Linked DNA regions of Sus scrofa: region 1 is linked to region 2. A link is a contact called in public Hi-C data. All regions are on one chromosome and are shown on one strand. The core of a region is the stretch at or near the end of the contact, and the rest is flanking DNA. Distances in the headings are between cores, read along the strand shown. Region 1 has its middle 14 kb from the start of ATOH8. Region 2 overlaps POLR1A (DNA-directed RNA polymerase I subunit RPA1).

The links. A called contact is a pair of places that touch in the nucleus more often than the background predicts.
Region 1: a Hi-C map of omental adipose tissue shows a contact between it and region 2, with 1.9 times the contacts expected there. A contact is called at or near these places in 5 of 47 Hi-C or Micro-C datasets (embryonic fibroblasts, fibroblasts, mesenteric adipose tissue and 2 more) and 1 of 2 datasets of targeted methods (skeletal muscle).

Annotation. Positions count from the first base shown.
Region 1 is chr3:59,012,984-59,018,203 of Sscrofa11.1, reverse strand. No RefSeq gene overlaps it. Among named protein-coding and RNA genes, the nearest start is that of ATOH8, 14 kb to the right of the region's middle.
Region 2 is chr3:58,698,909-58,703,794 of Sscrofa11.1, reverse strand. The region is part of intron 12 of POLR1A (DNA-directed RNA polymerase I subunit RPA1); the gene reads right to left. Among named protein-coding and RNA genes, the nearest start is that of POLR1A, 31 kb to the right of the region's middle.

The DNA of each region.
Region 1 (5,220 bases), core at 2,469-4,968, 310 kb before region 2:
ATAGCGTGGCGGGGGTCTACAGGCCTTCCTGCCCAGGAATGTCAGAGAGGCTGCTGGAAACTCTATTAGCATATTGTAGGCTCTCCTGGCAGGAAATGCTGCACATCTATGGTGTTTTCTTTCTTTTTTTTTCATACTATCGTCCATCATGTTCTTTTTTAAAAATTTTATAATGATTTTTAGTTTTTCCATTATAGCTGGTTTACAGCGTTCTGCCAATTTTCTACTGTACAGCAAGGTGACCCAGTCACACATACATGTATACATTCTTTTTTCTCACATTGTCATGCTCCATCATAAGTGACTAGACATATTTTCCTGTGCTGTACAGCAAGGTCTCATTGCTTATCCATTCCAAAGGCAATAGTCTGCATCTATTAAGCCCAAATTCCCAATTCATCCCACTCCCTCCCCCTTGGCAACCACAAGTCTGTTCTCCAAGTCCATGATTTTCTTTTCTGTGGAAAGGTTCATTTGTGCCGTATATTAGATTCCAGATATGAGTGATGTCACACGGTATTTTCTTTCTCTTTCTGACTTACTTTACTTAGTATGAGAGTCTCTAGTTTCATCCATGTTGCTGCAGATGGCATTATTTTGTTCTTTTTTATGGCTGAGTAGTATTCCTTTGTGTATATATATATATATACCACATCTTCTTAATCCATTTATCTGTTGATGGACATTTAGGTTGTTTCCATGTCTTGGCTATTGTGAATAGTGCTGCAGTGAACATGCAGGTGCATGCGTCTTTTTCAAGGAAAGTTTTGTCCAGGCATATGCCCAAGAGTGGGGTTGCTGGGTAATATGGTAGTTCTATGTATAGTTTTCTAAGGTACCTCCATACTATTTTCCATAGTGGTTGTACCAATTTACATTCCCACCACCAGTGCAGGAGGGTTTCCTTTTCTCCACATTCTCTCCAGCATTTGTTATTTGTGGACTTATTAATGATGGCCATTCTGACTGGTATGAGGTGGTATCCCATAATAGTTTTGATTTGCATTTCTCTAATAATCAGAGATGTTGAGCATCTATGGTGTTTTCTACTTACTGCTTACAATCTGTCAAGCACTGTTCTTAAGAACTTTGCCTGAATTATTTCATTTGAAATACTTTTAGGAGCTCCCTGGTGGCTCAGTGGGTTAAGGATCATTGCTGTAGCTCTGGTTACTGTTGGTTTGATCCCTGGCCTGGGAACTTCCACATGCCACTAGGTGAGGCTGAAAAGAAACACAAAAAACCCTAAAAAACCTTCTTGATCTCATTTTGCAGATGAAGAAACCATGGTATAGAAATTCTGGCAACTTCATTGATGTCCAGTTTTCATACCTGTGCTCCTCACTTTACAGTGTGCATCCAAGTGGGATGGTGAGGAGCGTTTTGGGGATGATGGGCCAGCCCTGGAGGACTATGGGGAGGGGATGAGGGGGCAGCTGCCTCAGGTGGGTAGAGAGCTTACCTCCAAGGAGGAGAGACATTCTTATTAGGGAGGGTGTGGTATCTTTCAGATGTCCTTGGGCTCAGACTCAGGTCCTTCTTGGAGGAGATGGAGACATTGAAAGAAAATAAGCTGTCTTTGATGGAGCACATCTAGTGACCAAATTGTGTCAAAAGGACTCAGATGCCAGCTTGAGGGAGCTCTTATTGGATGAAATGGGGTCGTTTGTGCATCAAAACCAAAACTGAGCAAACAAAAACCCTGTAATGAATTGAAACTTATTAAATAGGTTTAAAATTCTTGAATTCAAAATGATAATAATAAAAAGACATTTGGAGGATGCTTCAAGAAAACTAACTATTCTGAGAACTGATAAAGGGAAAGAAGATTTTAAAAAGCTACTCATGGGGCCTCCCAGTGATACAGTGCAGTTAAGGTTAGTTGGGGAGTTCCCTTCGTGGCTCAGCTGTTAACAAAACTGACTAGGATCCATGAGGATACGGGTTCAATCCCTGGCCTCGCTTAGTGGGTTAAGGATCTGGCATTGCCGTGACCTCTGCTGTAGGTCACAGACACGGCTTGGATCTTGCATTGCTGTGGCTGTTGTGTAGGCCAGTAGCTACAGCTCTGATTCAACCCCTAGCCTGGGAACCTCTATATGCTGCGGGTGCATCCCTAAAAAAAAAAAAAAAAAAAAAAAAAAAAGAGTTAGTTGGAAGGCTTTCCATGTACTCCCCAAACTCTGTTTCTCTGGCTTTTTCCAGGTCTGAGTTTCCACCATTAGAGATTCATTTCTTTGAGTTTAGAAATGTCCTGAATCATTGGAGTTCCCGTCGTGACGCAGTGGTTAACGAATCCGACTAGGAACCATGGGGTTGCAGGTTCGATCCCTGGCCTTGCTCAGTGGGTTAAGGATCTGGCGTTGCCCTGAGCTGTGGCGCAGGTCACAGACGCGGCTGGGATCCCATGCTGCTGAAGCTCTGGTGTCGGCCAGTGGCTATAGCTCCGATTCAACCCCTAGCCTGGGAACCTCCATATGCCACGGGAGCAGCCCAAGAAAAGGCAAAAAAAAAAAAAAAAAAAAAAAAAAGTCCTGAATCAGAGCCAAAGTAAACCTTGGGAAAGGTCTGTGAATGCTTTTCCTTACCAATTGTGATAGAGGGAAAATAGAGACCCCGGGGCCTGGACAGATCAGAGTTCAGCCAGAGAAGAAGGGCTGGAGGGGAAAGATCTTGGAACCATCATGGAGGGCAGGAGAACCCCCTGGACTGGCCTTCCAAAGCATAGCTCCTTGAAAGCCCAATCAGATGGAGTTTGATCCAGCAGGTGGAGAGGGTGGCAGAGATGTACATTTTATTACACACCCCAGGTGATTTGAACACAGGTTGTCCTGCTATCGTCTTCTGGAGGACACTGAACCTATTGGCACGAGTGACTTCCTGCTCCAGCAGCCCTGGACTGCTGCGACTAAGCACTTAAACAGCCTCTGCAAAGCTCACCAGGCCCCTCACCCTGGGACCTCATCACTACCGCTGGGTCCCTTTAAGACTCCAGGCCCTTCCCTGTGTGGGCAAGCTGGCACCATGGAGAAGGGACCTGGCCCCTTGGGTCGCAGCATGAGCTGCCTGCCTTTTCTCCCTCTCACAGCTTCCCTAACTGTCCCCACATGCCTAGCTTCTCCTGTGACAGCCCGCTCACTTGTCGAGGATGCTTGACAACCCTTCTTGGGCTCTGCTGGGCTTGGGACCCTACATCCCAGCCCTGGCCCTGAGGTGCCCTGGGTCCTGGATCCCTCTTTCCTCCCAGGTGCCCTCACGGGATCCTCATCCCGATCGGGAGGTTCTCTGCAGCCCCGCTGATCAGCTCGATAGCTCTGCCAGCTTTGTGGTCGGTCGGCCCGCAGTTTGGGGCCCGCTAAGCATCCTCGCTGTCCCCTTTCCCACCCTCTCACTCCACCTGCCTTTCCCTCTGGCCTCACCCATCCCTCCCTTCCTGCTTCACGGTCCTCTCCTGCTGAGATGAGCATCCATATTCCAGGACCGAGTCCATCCTTCCTAGTAACGACCCTCAGTCTCCCCTCTTACCCGGGGACTGACCGCCCAGTTTGGGGTTGACTTTCCAAGTCTGGTCCCCACATGCCCGGCCCTGACTAATGGGTCCTGGCTGAGCGTCCCTGTCCTGACACCTGGCCTTTGCCTGACCCCACGGGTAGGCTTGGGCGCCAGCCTGGGTCCTCCCCCGGCTGGCCTGTCCCCCACTGCCCGAACCTGGGTTATGACATCTTTCCACTGAGCGGCTCTTATTTTAAGAAGGCGAACACGCCGGCACTTGCGCACACACAGCCCTCCTCGCCCTGACGCCTCACGCGCTGGCGTGAAAATCCGGCTGGCCGTGTTTATTTTTTCTTCCTTTAATTTCCCCTTTAGAACAAACACCAGTCCTGTAACACCGACCACCCTCTCCTCTCAGATCCACAGTCTCGCCCCCTCCCCCCGCCACCCCCCTCCCTGCCCTCCCCTCCCAGCTGTGAATGAGAACAGGGTAAGTCTTTTAGCAGGAGGCAGAGGCCTGAATGAATTGATCCTGGCCTCCAAGCCAGCAGGGAAGGAGGGCTTGTGAGCATGTGTGTTTGCTTCTGAGAAACCCTTTGCACACCCGAAGCTCCTCTTTCTCCCCCCGCCGCCGCCCCCACCCCGTGCCTTGGAGCAAACGCCTCCCCCCACCACCCCGGCTCCTTTCACATTTGATTTGAATTCATTTTTGGTCCCATGCATTTTGTTTTCTGTTTTCTACCAGGGAGCCCGAATTGGGGCCTCAGAAAAACAAGGCCGAGCTGCCAACTGGAAATGTTTGCTCTGGGGGCGAGTTCGGAGGCTGGCGTCAGGCGGGGCAAGATCCGTGCCAGTGGAATGTGATTTGGGGGGAAGCTGCAGGTCACTCAATTGCTGGCAGCCTGCCTGGGAGCAACTGAATGCTTTCTGGGCTCTGAGTATGTGTGTGTGTGTGTGCGCGCGCGTGCGTGTGTGGAGACTTTTTCCCCTCATGCAAACAGAGCCCTGGAGACATGGAGACAGAAGCATTAGGAAGAAACTAGACAGGGGTTTGAAAATTAGGGGAACTGGGGGGATTAGGCAGGTGGGGGTGGGAACAGAGTGCTGGGGTCTGTGCGGCCCCTTTATCCAGCAACCGCTGTGTTCTCTGCCTAGAGTCAGGGGGCCCCACAGGAGCACGGGGAGATGAAGGCCAGCCCGGCCCCGGTAACTCATGGGCTCTTTGGAGAAGCAAGGCTGCCAGGACAGAACACAGTTGGGCCAGGCTGGAAGTTTCCCAGAGTCCGTTGCAGGAATGGCCAAGGGTGTTCAGGGAAGGGTAGTGTCTGAGCCCCGAAGCAGCAAGTTTCCCTGCTTATGATGAGGTTACTTCCTAATAAGTCCATCATAAGTTGAAAATACTGTTAAGTCGAAAATGCATTTAAGGAGTTCCCATTGTGGCCAGTGGGTTAAGAAACTGACTAGTATTCATGAGGATGCAGCAGGTTCAATCCCTGGCCTCACTCAGTGGGTTAAGGATCCAGCGTTGCCATGAGCTGTGGTGTAGGTTGCAGACACGTCTCAGATCTGGCATTGCTGTAGCTGTGGCATAGGCCGGTAGCTGCAGCTCTGATTTGACCCCTAGCCTGGGAACTTCCATATACTGCAGGTGCGGCCCTAAAAAGGTAAATAAATAAATAAATGCATTTAAAACAGCTCACCTCCTGGCTATCATAGACTAGCCTAGCT
Region 2 (4,886 bases), core at 370-2,869:
AAGACCATGTATGTTTACGCAGCAGTGTTTACTGTGGAAAAACTGAGAAAAACCCGAGTTCTCACTGTGACAAGGTGGGTTAGGATCCGGTGTTGTCTCTGCAGTGGCAAAGGTTCGATCCTCAGTCCTGGGCAGTGGCTTAAGGATCCGGCGTTGCTGCAACTATGGCATTAGGTTGCACCTGTGGTTCAGATTCCATCTCTGGCCCAGGAACTTCCATATGCCATGGGTGTGGCTAAAAAACCTCCCACAATTAGGAAAAACCTGGCTGGCCCATAGCAGGGCATGGGTGGATAAATCATGGTATGTAGTGCGGAATGTTATGTATGGATGAAAAAGGATGACTGAACTCTACACCAGTCTGGCAGTGATGAGTATGATGTACTCCAGTAAAAGAGAGCCAATCCAGGTGCCATCTAAGGTGACAGGATGAGGCAATTTAAAACCTAACCCACACTCTGGATGCTCGTCAGACTGTATAAATCTTTCTCCTTTAAAAACCCAACCCAGGAGTTTCTGTTGTGGCTCAGTGGTTAACGAATCTGACTAGGAACCATGAGATTGCGGGTTGGATCCCTGGCCTCGCTCAGTAGGTTAAGGATCCGGCATTGCCGTGAGCTGTGGTGTAGGTCGAAGATGCGGCTTGGATCCTGAGTTGCTGTGGCTCCGCTGTAGGCCAGCAGCTATGCTCCGATTCGACCCCTAGCCTGGGAACCTCCATATGCCGTGGGAAGCAGCCCAAGAAATGGCAAATAGACAAAATAAATAAATAAATAAATAAAATAAAAACCCACCCAAATCTCCATTTTACATACATGAGGGAAAAGGATGCTTAGAGCCTCATCAAGCTGTGCCTATGGCCCCCTCGGGAGGAGTGAGGCAGAGGGCATCATCACCTTCGCCTTTGCACATCTTAGGGATGTTCGGGTTACAATGAGTGCGTACGACTGTTACAAAGCTTTTAAAAAAGATCTTCAACGACTTCTGGAGAAAGCAAGAAAAAAAATCAGTGATATGCTGATTGTAGGGGAAAATATAGAAAATGCAGGCAAACTTAAAGAGAAAGAAAACCACAAGTAATTTTAAAGATAGCCACGGATCACACTTTTTTGTTCCTTAACCAATATCGACAGGCCTTTGGTCATGTCCTCCTCTCACAAAGCTGACTTTGGTGTAAGGCCCTTAATCTTACGTTATTTTAACTACGGGGCTTCCTAAATGATAGAGAGAGATACTACTTTAATCACAACTGCGACCCCCATCATTCTGCAGGCTGCTTTTAGCAGTCCAGAGGAGTTACAGACACTCCATGGGACCTCCCCCCACCTCAAGTCTCCCCTAAATTACCCAGCAGAAGACAGGCTGGGGGAAACAAATTACTCCAAGTCTAGTTTCTTCTTCTCACACTGTCCACATTATGAGGTTGGATCAGAAAGCTGGGTACAGAGAGGTTAGAGGTTAATAAGAAACGCTCCCCACCCCTAATTCCTGTTCAGCTAGGCTGAAAGTTTCCTCCAACTCAGGAAAGCAGGGAGCTAACCTTCAAATTCTAAAAGGCAGGCCTAAAAGCAGCTCCCCAGGGAACTCAAACTCGTCCTTCGCCTGCCCCCACATCCTTGTTTCCACGGAGACCTGGATTCTGAGGATTCCCAGGAGGGTCTGCCCAGGGCCTGAGCTGACATTCAAGGTCTTATTTCTTCAGCTTCTCAAGGGAGAAACTGCTGGGATCTGGGGCTCAGGTCCCAAACCCCAGGAGGGGCCTCAGATCTGAGGCTCGCAAATTCAAGACATCCTCCAGCGTAAGCAAACCTCCCACAGCTGGGAAGACTTGCAGGCCTGTCTGGAAGGCACCGGCCAATCCAAACAGAAGCCCTGGAGCACACGTTGCTCCCCTCGCCAATCCAAACCTGAGGCCCTTCCTTTCTCTGGTCTCTAAATAAACACTGCGGTGAAAATTACTGCACCCCAGCGCCCGGGTCAGAGTTCTCAGAGGCAGACCCAGAGCCAAAGATCTGCTTCTGGCTGACTGCTGGGCCGGGACAAGGCCCAGGGGAAGGGCAGAGACTTCACACTTCCCAGGGTACACGGTCCTTCTAGGCACCCTTCCCCCTCCTCATCTAACCTGCACTGACCTTCCTAGGACCGGGGTCTCTCTCTCCCAGTCACATCTCCCAGTCCTTTAGCCTGGTCATGATCTACATGCAACACACTCAGCAAGACTGCTTTACAGGTAAATTTATATGTATAATATATATTACATATATATATACACACACACACATCTGTGTATATATACATCTGTGTGTATATATACACATAAAATTTTTATTTTCAGTTTATTTTTTTGGTTACATCTGCAGCATGTGGAAGTTCCTGGGCAGGGATCAAACCCATGCCACAGCAGCGACCCAAGCTGCTGCGGTGACAACACCGGATCTTAACCCGCTGCACCACAAGGGAACTCCCACAGATAAATTATAAATGCACATGTACCTGACTACATGTATAAACTTTACATATAATGTTACTGTAATTCTGGAAAATGAAGATAATCACCCTTAGTCCTCAAGTCCCAACATGAAAACCACTTTTCTTTTACAAGGTCCCTTCCTGTCTCTGACCCTGGCCACATTCTCAGGTCAAACGTGGCCCTCACAGCTTGGAGCCTCCCGAACCTCAACCTGGATCCATCCGTTCAGAACACAGGGGATTCCTGAGTGCCTCCTACAAGGTGGGTGCTTGGGAGAATGGCGGGCAGGACACCCTGCCCTTGTCCTCACGGGGTTCAAGAACTTGAGGGAGGATGGATGGGTGCATGCAGAGTGACAACACAGGGCAAGGAGCCACAGAGTTGAGGGCGGGACACATAGGGGAAACTCCATGTAAGTCGTGAGAATGGCCCACTGCAGCCCGCAGGCAGGCCACCTGTCAGGCCTGTTCTGGGGAACGTGGCCACACCTAGTGGTTTTGTGCGGCCTCGGCAGCTTGCAGGCCAAAAAGGCAGGGCTGGGTAGTTGTAACAGAGACCCTATCGCCCACAAAACCTAAAATACTCAGTATCCGGCCCTCGGCCGAAAAAGCCTGTGGACCCTGCCCTTGAGGAAAGAAGGCTTTGCTGAGCCCTGAAGGGCCAGCAGGGTTAGGGGAGTCTTGGGGATGACAGGCCAAGTGCAGAAAGAGGCCTTCAGGGACAGGACATTGCGGGGGAGGGGCTAGAAGGCAGCAGGGACAGGGGGCTTGGGATTCAAACTTAAGTTGGAAGACAACTGACTGGGCCAACCTCACTCAGTCTCACAGCTGCTCAGAAGTCCTTTCTGTCCCTTCCCACGACCTGACCAGCCTGTGGTGGCCAGGCCGACCTGCCCCCTCCTAAGCTCCCCATCTCGAACCCTGACCCCAGAGATGCTACTAGGACACGCGAAGGCAGTTCCCCCATGTATCTGCCTCATCCTCACACTCCAATAATGTCCAAACCCCCGCCCCCTCAATCCTTCTGCTTTTTCTTCAGTTGCAGATGAAGCTGCTGCTCTGCTGCCTCATCACAAAGCCCCTGAAGCACCTCCCACTTTGATCAAAGGGCTCTCCTGGGTCAAAGGTGACCTTTCTTGGGGCAAATCTGAGGCATCTTCCCTCTGTTTCCTCCCTCCTCCTAAACATCATATTTAACTCGACAAATACCTACTAAGTGCCCCTGGGGAATGCAAAGGTACTGCGGGGGTGGTCCTGACCCACATACACACACTCACACACACAGGTGGCAGACGGATGCGGACCTGACCACTGTCTCCCACAGCAGCCTGACACCTTATCTTCCTTCCTCCTGCTCCTGAGGGTCCCCTCACTTTCTCTTCATTGCGCTTTGCGCTCAAAGAGTCGAACGCTCTGGTGACTTCATTTCTTACCCGCTGCCCCCTCATCTAATCCCACATTCCTAACTTCCACAGGAGACATAGCTTCTCCACCATCACCTCCGTCCAGAAGGGCCCAGGATGCTCCTCCCAGGGCATCCATCTCCGGAGCAGGAACCCATGGCTTCCTGCTCATCTCTCTTCCGCAGCCCTGACACCTAGCCCACGGCCAAGCCCCCCCCCCTCCCTGGAAAGACGTCCTGCTTTCACCCTTGGTTCCCCTGCTGCCCCTGGGCTGGCCCTCATCTCACCTCCTGATGACCCCAAACTTGCCCCACCCACCCCAAGCAGCCCCTCAAACTCCTTTCTTCTAGAGCATCATGTGCGTGAAGTCGCCATCCTCTGGTGCTGCTCCTTCGTGTTGCCACACCACATGGTCTCGGTCCCGGTCCCTGGTGCCCTCACCACGCTGTCCACCCAGGGCAGCGGGAGCTCATCTGTGGTCCCTGGCAAAATGCAGCAGGGGGCGCAGTGGACCGGGCACCAGCTGATCCCACTCTGCTCTCCTTGCTCAACTTTTCCCTCAAAATTTCCTACTGTGAGACTGTTGCGCATGACTTAATAGGAAGATGACCTCATTCTTGAGATAGACCACGAAGGAAGATAGTATGAGAAAAAGAATGTATACATATGTACGACTGGGTTACTCTGCTGTATGGCAGAAATCGGCACAACACTGTAAATCAACTATATTTCAATCAAAAATATTTAAAAAAATTAAAAAATATATATAACCTGGTGTTTGCCAAGCTTCACCATAAATTAAAAACAAACAAACAAAAAAAACATTGATTTCTCTTGCATCCTTCACACAGATTGTAGCAAAACACTAGGCACTGAAGAATGGCAGAATAGGGCGTTCCCATCGTGGCTCAGTGGTTAAAGAACGCGACTAGCATCCATGAGGACGCAGGTTCAATCCCTGGCCTCACTCAGTGGGTTAAGGATCTGGTGTTGCTGTAAGCTGTGGTGTAGGTC